Linked DNA regions of Zea mays: region 1 is linked to region 2. The links are chromatin contacts, called in public Hi-C maps. All regions are on one chromosome and are shown on one strand. Each heading gives the region's core, a stretch centred on a gene start, on an enhancer-like site or on the middle of the called end of the contact. The rest is flanking DNA. Distances are from core to core; before and after follow the strand shown.

Evidence for each region. Hi-C and Micro-C count contacts between places; a contact is called where the count stands out from the background.
Region 1: a contact with region 2 is called in a Hi-C map of bundle sheath, with 3 times the contacts expected there. The contact joins two enhancer-like sites. A contact is called at or near these places in 2 of 25 Hi-C or Micro-C datasets (bundle sheath and endosperm).

Annotation. Positions count from the first base shown.
Region 1 is chr5:136,563,219-136,568,051 of Zm-B73-REFERENCE-NAM-5.0, reverse strand. No RefSeq gene overlaps it. Among protein-coding and RNA genes, the nearest start is that of LOC103626916, 11 kb to the left of the region's middle. Within about 2 kb of position 1,466, at least 18 of the 20 cell types and tissues checked have an H3K27ac peak or open chromatin away from gene starts, as enhancers often do. A contact at or near this core is called in bundle sheath, where this site is marked.
Region 2 is chr5:136,131,978-136,137,175 of Zm-B73-REFERENCE-NAM-5.0, reverse strand. No RefSeq gene overlaps it. Among protein-coding and RNA genes, the nearest start is that of LOC100216872, 63 kb to the right of the region's middle. Within about 2 kb of position 3,820, at least 17 of the 20 cell types and tissues checked have an H3K27ac peak or open chromatin away from gene starts, as enhancers often do. A contact at or near this core is called in bundle sheath, where this site is marked.

The DNA of each region.
Region 1 (4,833 bases), core at 217-2,716, 430 kb before region 2:
AACTTTGATCTCATTTGGAGAACTAGAAGCCAACCTGCCTCCCTTTTCTATTAATCTCGAGGAGGAGATTATTTTTAAGGGGGGTAGAATTTGTAACACCACCAAATTTGATTAAGGGATTTAAGAAAACCCCTCCAAAATATAGTTGGGTCCAAATAACTTTTAATAAAGATTTTCTTTTCTTTTCAAAGTCATCATCTCTAATGTGAATAAAAAAGGGTAAATATAAAACTTTGTATAGTTAAACTATTTTTTCTTTTCTTAGAGGGATAAAGTGGCTAATTCATTTTATGTGAACTACATATTATATATATATATATATATATATATATATATATATATATATATATATAACGTGTATATCTAGAATTATATACATAAAGGGATAAAGTAATAAATAACAAATAAAAGTGACTTGCATTTCCATGCCGGATATTTTGGAGTGTTGCATATTGGGTGCAAAAATTAAAATTAGAATTCTGAAATTGAAACTTGAAAATAAAATGAAATAGAGAAAAGAAAATGGAAACCAGAAAAGAAAAGATAAGAGGGAAAGGAAAACAGCGTTTGGGCCTAATTCCCTAGCCAACCCAATTACTCTTCTCTTCCACTCCCGCACCGGCCCACTCAGAGTCGTCACCCGCCCACCTGGTTGCCACTGGCATGTGGACCCCGTAGGTTAGGTTTATCCCCTCGCTCCAGGTCACTTACCTGTGGGCCCTCACCATCAGGATCATCCCCTACCTTTCGTCCAAACCGGGATCAGTTGTTGCGACATAGTCGGGGGTCGCCGACCTCCCCATAACAAACACCCTGGAAATCTTAACGAACTCGCGACCTTCCGCTTATCCCCCGCTCGGACTTCCCTGCTCCCTATATGGGCCGCCCGAATCACCGTGGGGAGCTGGTGAGATCTGTCGTCAAGCTCATCTGACCTCCCTCATGGTGCCCTGGATTCCTTCCCACGTCGCACTTGGACGCTTGCCTCCGTGCCCACCGTGCGTCTTGCAGCAGCCGCTTTGCCTCACCTCGTCCTTCCCCCACTGGATGCCGTGCCTAAGTCCTGGGCATCGCCGTCTCCGACCCAGAAGTCTGAGATTCACCGCGCCGGTGCCCTATCCTTGCTTAACGCAGCGACTGCCCTGCTCTAGCACCGGTCGTGCCCTACGTTCTTCCCCACCGTGGGGCAGCTCGCTGTCACCCGTGGTCGCCGGTCTCGTTCTCACCTTCTATGCGCACTGGCGGTGCCAACTCCTCTGCGCTCGTCGGCCATCACGATGTCGCCGTCAACCCGTCGAGATAAAGGGAGGAGATGGGGTCGTTGGTGGTGTGATGTGCAGTAGAGATTAAAGCATGGCTTGCACTCGTCGCCACATTTGACCATCAGCGTTGATCTCGGATCCGTTGGCCATTAATCCATGTCGCCTCCTTTTAATCATGAGCATAGGATCATGATCCAACTGCCTATACATCGTATTGGCGGGGATCTAATCTTGACCGTTGTGATTGATCCAGCGGCCACCATTCAAGCATACCCCTTCGTAGTGGCAATTTGCATAAAAGCCCCTGCTCTTTTTCGTATTTAACCTGCCATCCTAGTGATAGTGTGGGGGATTTAGAATAGGTCTCTGGAATTCACAATCTAGCCCCTGGGGTCTCGAGAATTTATGCCCACGGCCCAGTGAGTAAATAAATTGAATAAATCAATTTAGAAAATGATTTCAAGTATAGAAATAATTCTAGAATCTTGTTTAATTCATAATTAATTCATTTTAACTTCTTTTTATCCATTCCAGTAAACTCATATTAATATTATTCTTCATCTAGCAACCTTATTTTATCATGAAACCTATGGTTAAAATTATGCACTTAAATTATTTTATATCTAACACTTAAAACTTCAGAAAATCATAACTTCATAACCGTAACTCTGAGTTTAGTGGTTCTTGAACCTACGACCTCGTAGCAGCACGTAGAATATTCTTACACTGTTTGTTCTCATGTTTGGTGTACTGTTATTTTTAAGTAATTCTTGTCTATTTGTTTGTATTTCTACGAGTAGGAGTGAGGTTACGAGTCGCTTGAAGATTAATTGGGAGAAGTATCTGGGAATCTCGAGTCTAAGGCAAGTTGTGCCCTTGATCACTCTTCTTTACCTAATAATGTTCCTATTAATCACTATGACATGCTCAGATTAATTTGATGGGACCTAATAGGTTTCCCTAGCATTGTTTTATCCCCCACCTTGCAAACATATGATCTATTGGGTAGATTTGCTATTGCTCTACCTGATTTTGGAAAATTAATGTTATATTATGATCATGTTCTAGTTATGATGTTGTTTTAATTATTGTTCATGATAAGATCATCATGTTAATTGGAGCATGGAGAACCACCCAGGAAAACAGTTCTACCACAAGGGTGGAATGGGACGCTCTTGGCCAAGTAATTAGAAAAGGTAGAGAGAGATTACCTTACCCAAAAGGGGCAAGCGGGGAAGCGTCGCTGTAGGGTATAGGGAGGTTCTTGGGTCGAACTGTTGCGATGGCAGTTCGGACGAGGGATTCCTATGCTTCCTTCTTCCTAAAGCGTAGTGGGTATTCTCGAACTACTGGAACTTTGGAAAGGCCTCGTAGTGCTACCCTGCCTCGCTTCCTCGGTAGAGGTGTATGGGGTCCGCACAACCCTGTGGCAAATGGGTAACATGACTTGTGGGTAAAGATGCACAACCTCTGCATAGTGTAAAACTGGTATATCAGTCGTGCTCACGGTTATGAGCGGCTCGGACACTCACATGATTAATTTATGGAATTAAACTTAATTTGTCATTTGCATTGCATTGTGGGTGTTATTATCAATTGTGATCTCTTATTTAATTGTGTTGGTATCTACTTATACCTAGTAACTGCTAATAAAATTTTGATCAACTTTACAACCAATGCTCAGCTTTAGCCATCTCCTTTGGTAAGCCTTACACTTCACATGAGCTCCCACCTTTGGTGAGTTCATGCACATTATGCTCCACAACTTGTTTAGCGATGAACCTATGTGAGCTCACCCTTGTTGTACTCACATCCCCCTAGGTCAAGAATAGGTACCACAAGATGAGGTGCATGAAGTATGCTGTGATGAGTTCGTGAGTGGTCTAGGCCGTCGTCTCCCAATCAACTTTGGTTGCTGGATCGTTGTCTTCGTATGATGTAATTTCTTAACTATTTTGTACAGAACTCATTTATATATTAAAGATGTGACATTCGTTTCTGTAGCATGAGTCATCATATGTGTGAGACTTGATCCTAGCACACATTTGATTCGCACCCGGGTTTGGCCTCCTAAATCCGGGTGTGACAACTCCTTAGGCCATAAAAGTACGGTGTGTATCCGATTGATCGGTTCGGGGTCGTTCTTAAGCTCTAGAGGACTGTGGTTAGCACATGTAGCCACCGCTGGCCATGTTTCTTGAGATGGTTGAAAATTCGAGACTTGAGGCCATGCATGATCATCTCGTTAGCTCGCTTGACCTCTCTATTTGCATGAAGGTGGGCCACAATGGCCCAATCTATGTGGATGTGGTATTGTTCATCGCAGAACTCTAGGAACTTGTTCCTGGTGAACTGTGTACCATTGTCCATTTTGATCGAGGTTGGTACCCCGAAGCAGTGGATAGTCTTGGTGATGAACTTTATGGCTTGCTCAGAGGTGATCCTCATGATAGGCCATGCCTTGATCCACTTAGTGAACTTATCAATCATGACTAGGACATGCGTGTAGCCCCCGGATGCCTTTCTAAGAGGTTCGACCAGATCGTGTCCCCAGACGGTGAATGACCAGGTGATGGGGATGGTTTGGAGCGCCTGCGTGGGTAGATGCGTCAGTAGCACATAGTACTGGCATCCTTTGTAGGTTCTCACCACATCGTGTGCGATCGATACCGTGGTAGGCTAGTAGAAGCCCTGCCAGAAAGCGTTCCCCATGATGCTCCTCAGGGCAGCATGGTGTCCGCGGGTCCCGTTGTGGATGTCTTCCAGGAGTTGACTTCCCTGTTCGATTGGGATTCATAGTTGGCTTATTCCGATATGCCCCTTTTTGTAGAGATATTCCCTAATCAGGACAAAGGACTTGGCCCGCTGATGAAGTCTTTGTGCCTCTGTTTCGTCTTGAGAAAGTAGGCCATTGGTTAGGAAGTTGCGATACGATGTTCTCCAATCGTCTTCAGAACTAGTCGAGCGGTCTGTGCCTTCCACGACAGCGATCGGCTCTGGGATCGGAGGGCCAGTGCTTAAGGGTTACCCACCCTCTTGGCAGGCCTCATCGTAACAGACAATTGGCCCAAAAAGGGCGGTAGCAAAGACCCCGACAGGACGGTCGCTCATCATTATGCCATTTTAAGAGGGCATCCACTGCTTTGTTTTCTCATCAGGGAATGTGATTTAGCTCAAGGCCATCGAACCAATCCTTGAGCTATTGTAACTCGCGACAATATGCCGCCATCTTAGGTTTGCGACACCTTGAGTCCTTCATCACTTGTCCTATGACAAGCTAGGAGTCCCCTTGAATGTCGAAACACCGGACACCTAGCTCTATGGCAATGCGTAGGCCATTCATGAGGGCTTTGTACTCGACCACAATGTTAGAGGCTTCAAAATGGAGTCGCACAACATATCACAACTGCTCCCCTAACGATGATGTGAAGATGAGACCACCGTCGGCCACACCTTTGTTAGCGACCCATCAAAATGCATGATCCAACATTTATCGCTGTTGGTCTTTGTTCTCGAATGCTATACACCAAGAACAAAGCAACACAATTGTTAATGGATAAAGACCTTCATC
Region 2 (5,198 bases), core at 2,571-5,070:
AAATTCGATGAGTGCATAGGACAAACTATGCCCATCTCTCAAAGCCTTTTCAAATGTGCCAACTCTAAAGCTCAACAAGCACCAACACCTTAAGCACATGACTCTGCATTTTCTAAATATTTTTCAAGTCTTATAACTTTTTCCTCACTCCGTCACTAGGTCTACTACACAAGTATTGTTAGTTCTCACCTAGTGGCAATAGGTAAGTATAATTATTTAGAGTTTTTATCTAAATAGTATAATTATTTTTCCTAAACTCGACCATGCATTTCTCCCAACAAAACAAAACCCTATTGCATATATACATTAGCCTTTGGGCTTGTTTCCATATCCATTTCTTCATTGCAAAAACTACTTGCAACACCTTTAGCTCCAATGTTGAGCACTTGCAGCAAGGTCTTGACCACCATATCCTAGTCTTGCTTAACTTCTTAATGTGGATCTATCTCAATTATATCCATCTAAAGCATTAGTCCACTACTTGTCACTCAGGTTATCTATCAATTATCGAAAACCAAACTAGAATTTTCACCAACTCCATCTAGATGATCAATTGGCATTACCATATGTGGTGAATTATGTTACCACTTGAACATTATCCATACTTGAAGCTCCATCATCCTATTTTTTCTTCTTCAAGCCACTTGATTATAATCACAAGATGACTCAGTCTTGGCTTGAACTGATGAAAGATATGGTTAACTTCAAATTTTCACAATAACCAACTAAGTAGAGGAGCTAGATTGTGGTTCCTCCATGCTCTCTCTATCTTGGACCTATGGCCTGGATGCAGCTTTGAACGTCGGATCCTTTTTAAACTCAATTCCTAGGTCTCAGCTTGCTCCTCACTCACGTGCCCTCCTTTACTATTGGTGGCTTCATTTGGTCATTGCAAGTTTTGACATGAGTCCTCTTTGACCAACTTCTTGCTCCAATCGGCCATTGGTGGCTCAACTCTGAATTTCAAGGTGGTTTAGATCTCTGATAGGATTTTCACTTCATTGTCACTTCTTGGTCGGTGGGGTTCTCTATCTATTGGCCTCGTTGGTTTGATTGTAAGGAGTTTAAGGTTTTCTTTCACCTTTGGAGCTTGGGTGGCCCTTTATGGCAACACGAGTTCTCTGCTTTTCATCATGAGGAGGCCTCGCCATGGAGTTTGGTTCCTCAGAAAATTTCTACTTGCTCTTTTGTTGATGTTGTCAAGAACAACATTCTTACTCCACTAAACTCAATCCCTATTGGTCCTCCAGCTAGAAATTCTTGGTGGGATCATCCATCGATCGCTCCAGTTTCTCACACTATTGGTTTGGTTCACCACTTGGTCCCTTTGTCTCAGGTCAGTGTCTCCTTAGTGGACCATCGTGGTCATTCGTCGGCCTATGCTCAGAATTTTCATCGCCCTATTCTTCCCACACTAACTTCCATTTGCTTTTTGGTGTTTGATCATCTTACCACCTACCCTAATTTGAAGTAGACCGGTAATTGATCTTAGAGCTGCAACTTCTAGGTTACTGTAACACCTCAAAAAAACCATCAACTAAAATAATATATTTAGAATATTAGTGTTAATAATATTAAAGAATTTTTCTTTCAAGTGTTTGATTTTATTTACCTTTAGAATAATTTTTATTTGCTCATATTGGATTGATAATTGTATTTGTGGAATTTCTTTTACATCGAAAGCCTAATTAATTAATATAGAAACTTGGGTTGAAAATAAGTATTTTAGTTATAAATAATTTTGGTATAATTATTATAAAATTTTTAGAAATATTTCAAAATATATTGATTTATATTTTTTTGGAAAATGGGGATAAAAGAAAAAAACAAAACAGCCAAACCCTAGCCGAATTCGGCCCACCAGGGCCCAACTGGCCAGCCGCGCTCCACCCCTCCCCTCTCTCTCTTACGTGTGGGCCCGACCCTGGCCCCGTGGCTTCTTCCTCCTCTCAGTGTGCCGCCGCCGCCTAGTGTGCGACTCGCGTCGCCGACGCGCCTGGTGTCGCGCCCCTGGCCGAGCCGGTCCGATCCCCTCGCCTCCCCGCGGACCGTTTCTCTGAGTTATGGACGCCGCCGGTCGCCCGTTTTCTTCTCCTCTTCCTCCCCCACTAACTCTCCCATTAATCGGCGCCATCAATGGTGATTGAAGTCGCCGGTCGTTCCTCCCCTCGACGCCTCTCCCTCTCCCTCTTCCTCCCTATAAAAACCGACGCTGAGCCCCTCTCTCCCCTGCTTGTGCTCTCTCCCTCCCTCCTCGCGCTCTCTCTCCCTCGCTCGCACTCGCCATGCTCGGACCTCGCCGAAGCTAGCCGCCGCCGCGCCGGAGCCTTGTCGTCCGCGCCCCTCGTCGTGCCCGTCCCCTGCCCGCCGAGACCGCCATGCCCTGCTCCCTGCTCCCTGCTTGTAAAGCCCAAAATTGGTAGAAGGGAAAATAATAAAAATAAATAAACTTATAAGTAGGGGCTCTGGAATTATGGAATCTTTGGATATTATTTGGTTGCTTTTGTTTTCGAATGCTCAATTAAATGGAATTAAACTGGCTAAATAACAAAATAAATAAATACAGAAATATGCACCTCGTGATGAAGTTCTTACATTTTTGTATTTGTATTCAAATTGTGAGACAAGTTTAAATTAGGAAATTAGAATTTGAAAATGGAAATAGAAAAATAAATGGGAAGGAGAAATAAGAAAGAGAATGAACAAAAAAATGGAAAATGCATTACAAAGAAAAATTTATATAAATAATTTTAATTCTTCATGCCAGTACTTTACTTGTGATTCAGATTGGAATTTGAACCATGAATTTAAACTTGAATTTGAAATGAGGAAATTAGAAATAGAAAAAAAATAAAAGAAAAACATGTGCCTGTGCTTGGGCCGAATCTGGCCTCGGCCCACTAAGCCCCACCGCGCGACCCAACTTCTCCTTCGTTGTCGCGCTTGTTCTCGCTGACAGGTCAGGCCCTCGCGCTAGCCTCGCGCGCGCCCTGATGCGGTGACGATTGGGCCCCGCACGTCAGTCTCCGCATTGCGCGCTCACATCACTGCAGGCTGGGACCCACTCGTCATCCCGGCCGTCGCGGCGGTAACTGACAGAGCGAGTCGCGCGGCGGACGTCGCCCTTCTTCTGCGCTAGCTGGGACGCCCCACCAACTCCGCGCATTCAGGTGTTAAAAGCGGACCCCCTCCCACGAACCCCTCGTGCTTACTGCTCGCCGCCGCCTACACAGAACTATCGAAGATCGGGGAGTGGGAGAGAGACTGAATCGAGGGGAATCACCGTTGTGGGCCAGTTTCGACTTGCCCCACCTCACCGAATTCGGGGAACCATCGGGGAAAGGCAGGGCGTGATTGCGCGACATCTCCGTGGCTCAGGCCATCTGGTGTGCGCCCAAATCGCTTGCCGGAGTAATTGTCGTGGCTCCACTCTTCCCGTAGTTCGACTTCACGGCTCATCACCATAGGTAAGCGCCCCATCCAGCTCATCGCCTGCATTCACACAATAGGTAGGACCGACAAGGGTAGCGGGTTTCGTACTTGGTTGTGGGAAATTGGTCGTCGTTGCGGCGGCGCCACCATAGAGTTGTAGCGCGTCGTGGTCAGCCGTTCTAGGATAAATATCGAGTGTTTGTGCCCATCTTGTTGATTCGGGGTAGCGAGGGCATCGTGTTGCACCTAATAGCTCGGGGTATGGAGCTTTGGTTCGCCAGATGGGAGAACTCCGGCGGGTTTCCGGCGGGGGAGCAGAGCGGCGCCACCGGATGGACAGTCGGAGATGGGGGATGAACATCGACCGTCGATCTAGCAATGGGCGGTCGTGATTAGAAGCCAACGTATCCCTTCGGGTGTATGACATGCACCGTTCGATTTAGATCCGAAGCATAGGAATCCATTCGGGTCTTTTGAATCTAGGACATTGATTTCGAATCCGAGGGTCAGACGGTGGGCGCCGGTGCTGGCTAATCCTGACCGCCTGTTTGCTATCCAATGACCAATGCGCGCGGATACCGTTTCATGAGTTGAAACTTGTTAAAGAACCCCCTGGAAAACATGAAACGAACCCGCGGTCCAATGTAATAATAAGATAATTGCAGATGAACCCTGAAAGTTATGATCCGAACCCTGATCTTAGTAATATTTGTGTCCGCGGTCCAGTCAGGGTGACAATTAATGAAATTACACTGTAATCGAATTTTTGATATAAAAATAATTCTAAAACCTTAGAAAATGCATAACTAATTCACTATAATTCCTTTTTAGCCTATTCTAGTTCTTGTAATTTTGTAATAATATTGTTCATCACATAGTATCTTTATTTTAACATGAAAATTGTATTAAAATTAATCTCTTAATTAATCTTGTATCAAATACATAAAGCCTTCGGAAATTCATAACTTCCTCATTTTAACTCCGAATTGACCCGTTCCAGTTGCGTTAGCTTCGTATAAAATATTTACTATGTAGTAACAACATAAATTATACCATGTCGCATACTTTTATAGTTAGATATTCATTTATCCTTTGTCTACTAGATTAACTCTACTAATCCAGGTTAATCTCTCTCTCTATATAATCTGGGTAAAAGGTAATCCCTAATCAAATTATAATCTAGATTAAAGTTGGATTAGTTATTCTGAATATATTTTCTCATATACTATATAATAAAAAATTTGTAATATAATTTAATATTCAAACCAGATAGATCTTCCATAAATCATAACTCCTTAACCATGACTCCGATCTCACTGATTCTAGATCATTATTATTATGCAGTTTGTTCTTTTGTTTGGTGTTATGTTAATATTGCCTATACCATGTTTGTTTGTATTGCTACGACTAGCAGTGAGGTCACGACAATCTGAAGATCATCCTTGTACCTAGAATCTCAAGTCCTAGGCAAGTTGTGCCCTTGACCACTTTTATTACCCAATAATGTTCTGTATAATCATTTATTCATGCATAAGTTTAATTTTGATGGGACCCAATAGGTCACCCTAGTTTGGGTATCTTTATACCTTGTTTACCCCTAAACTATTTGGATAGTTTTACTATTGCTTTATCAGGTTTTGGGTTTAATATTACATTATCTTCATGTTCCAATTATAATTTTATTTTGTTTATGTTCATGTCAATATCATTATTTTTAATTGGAACATGGAGCTTAACTTGAGAAACACGTGCCACTACAAGGGTGG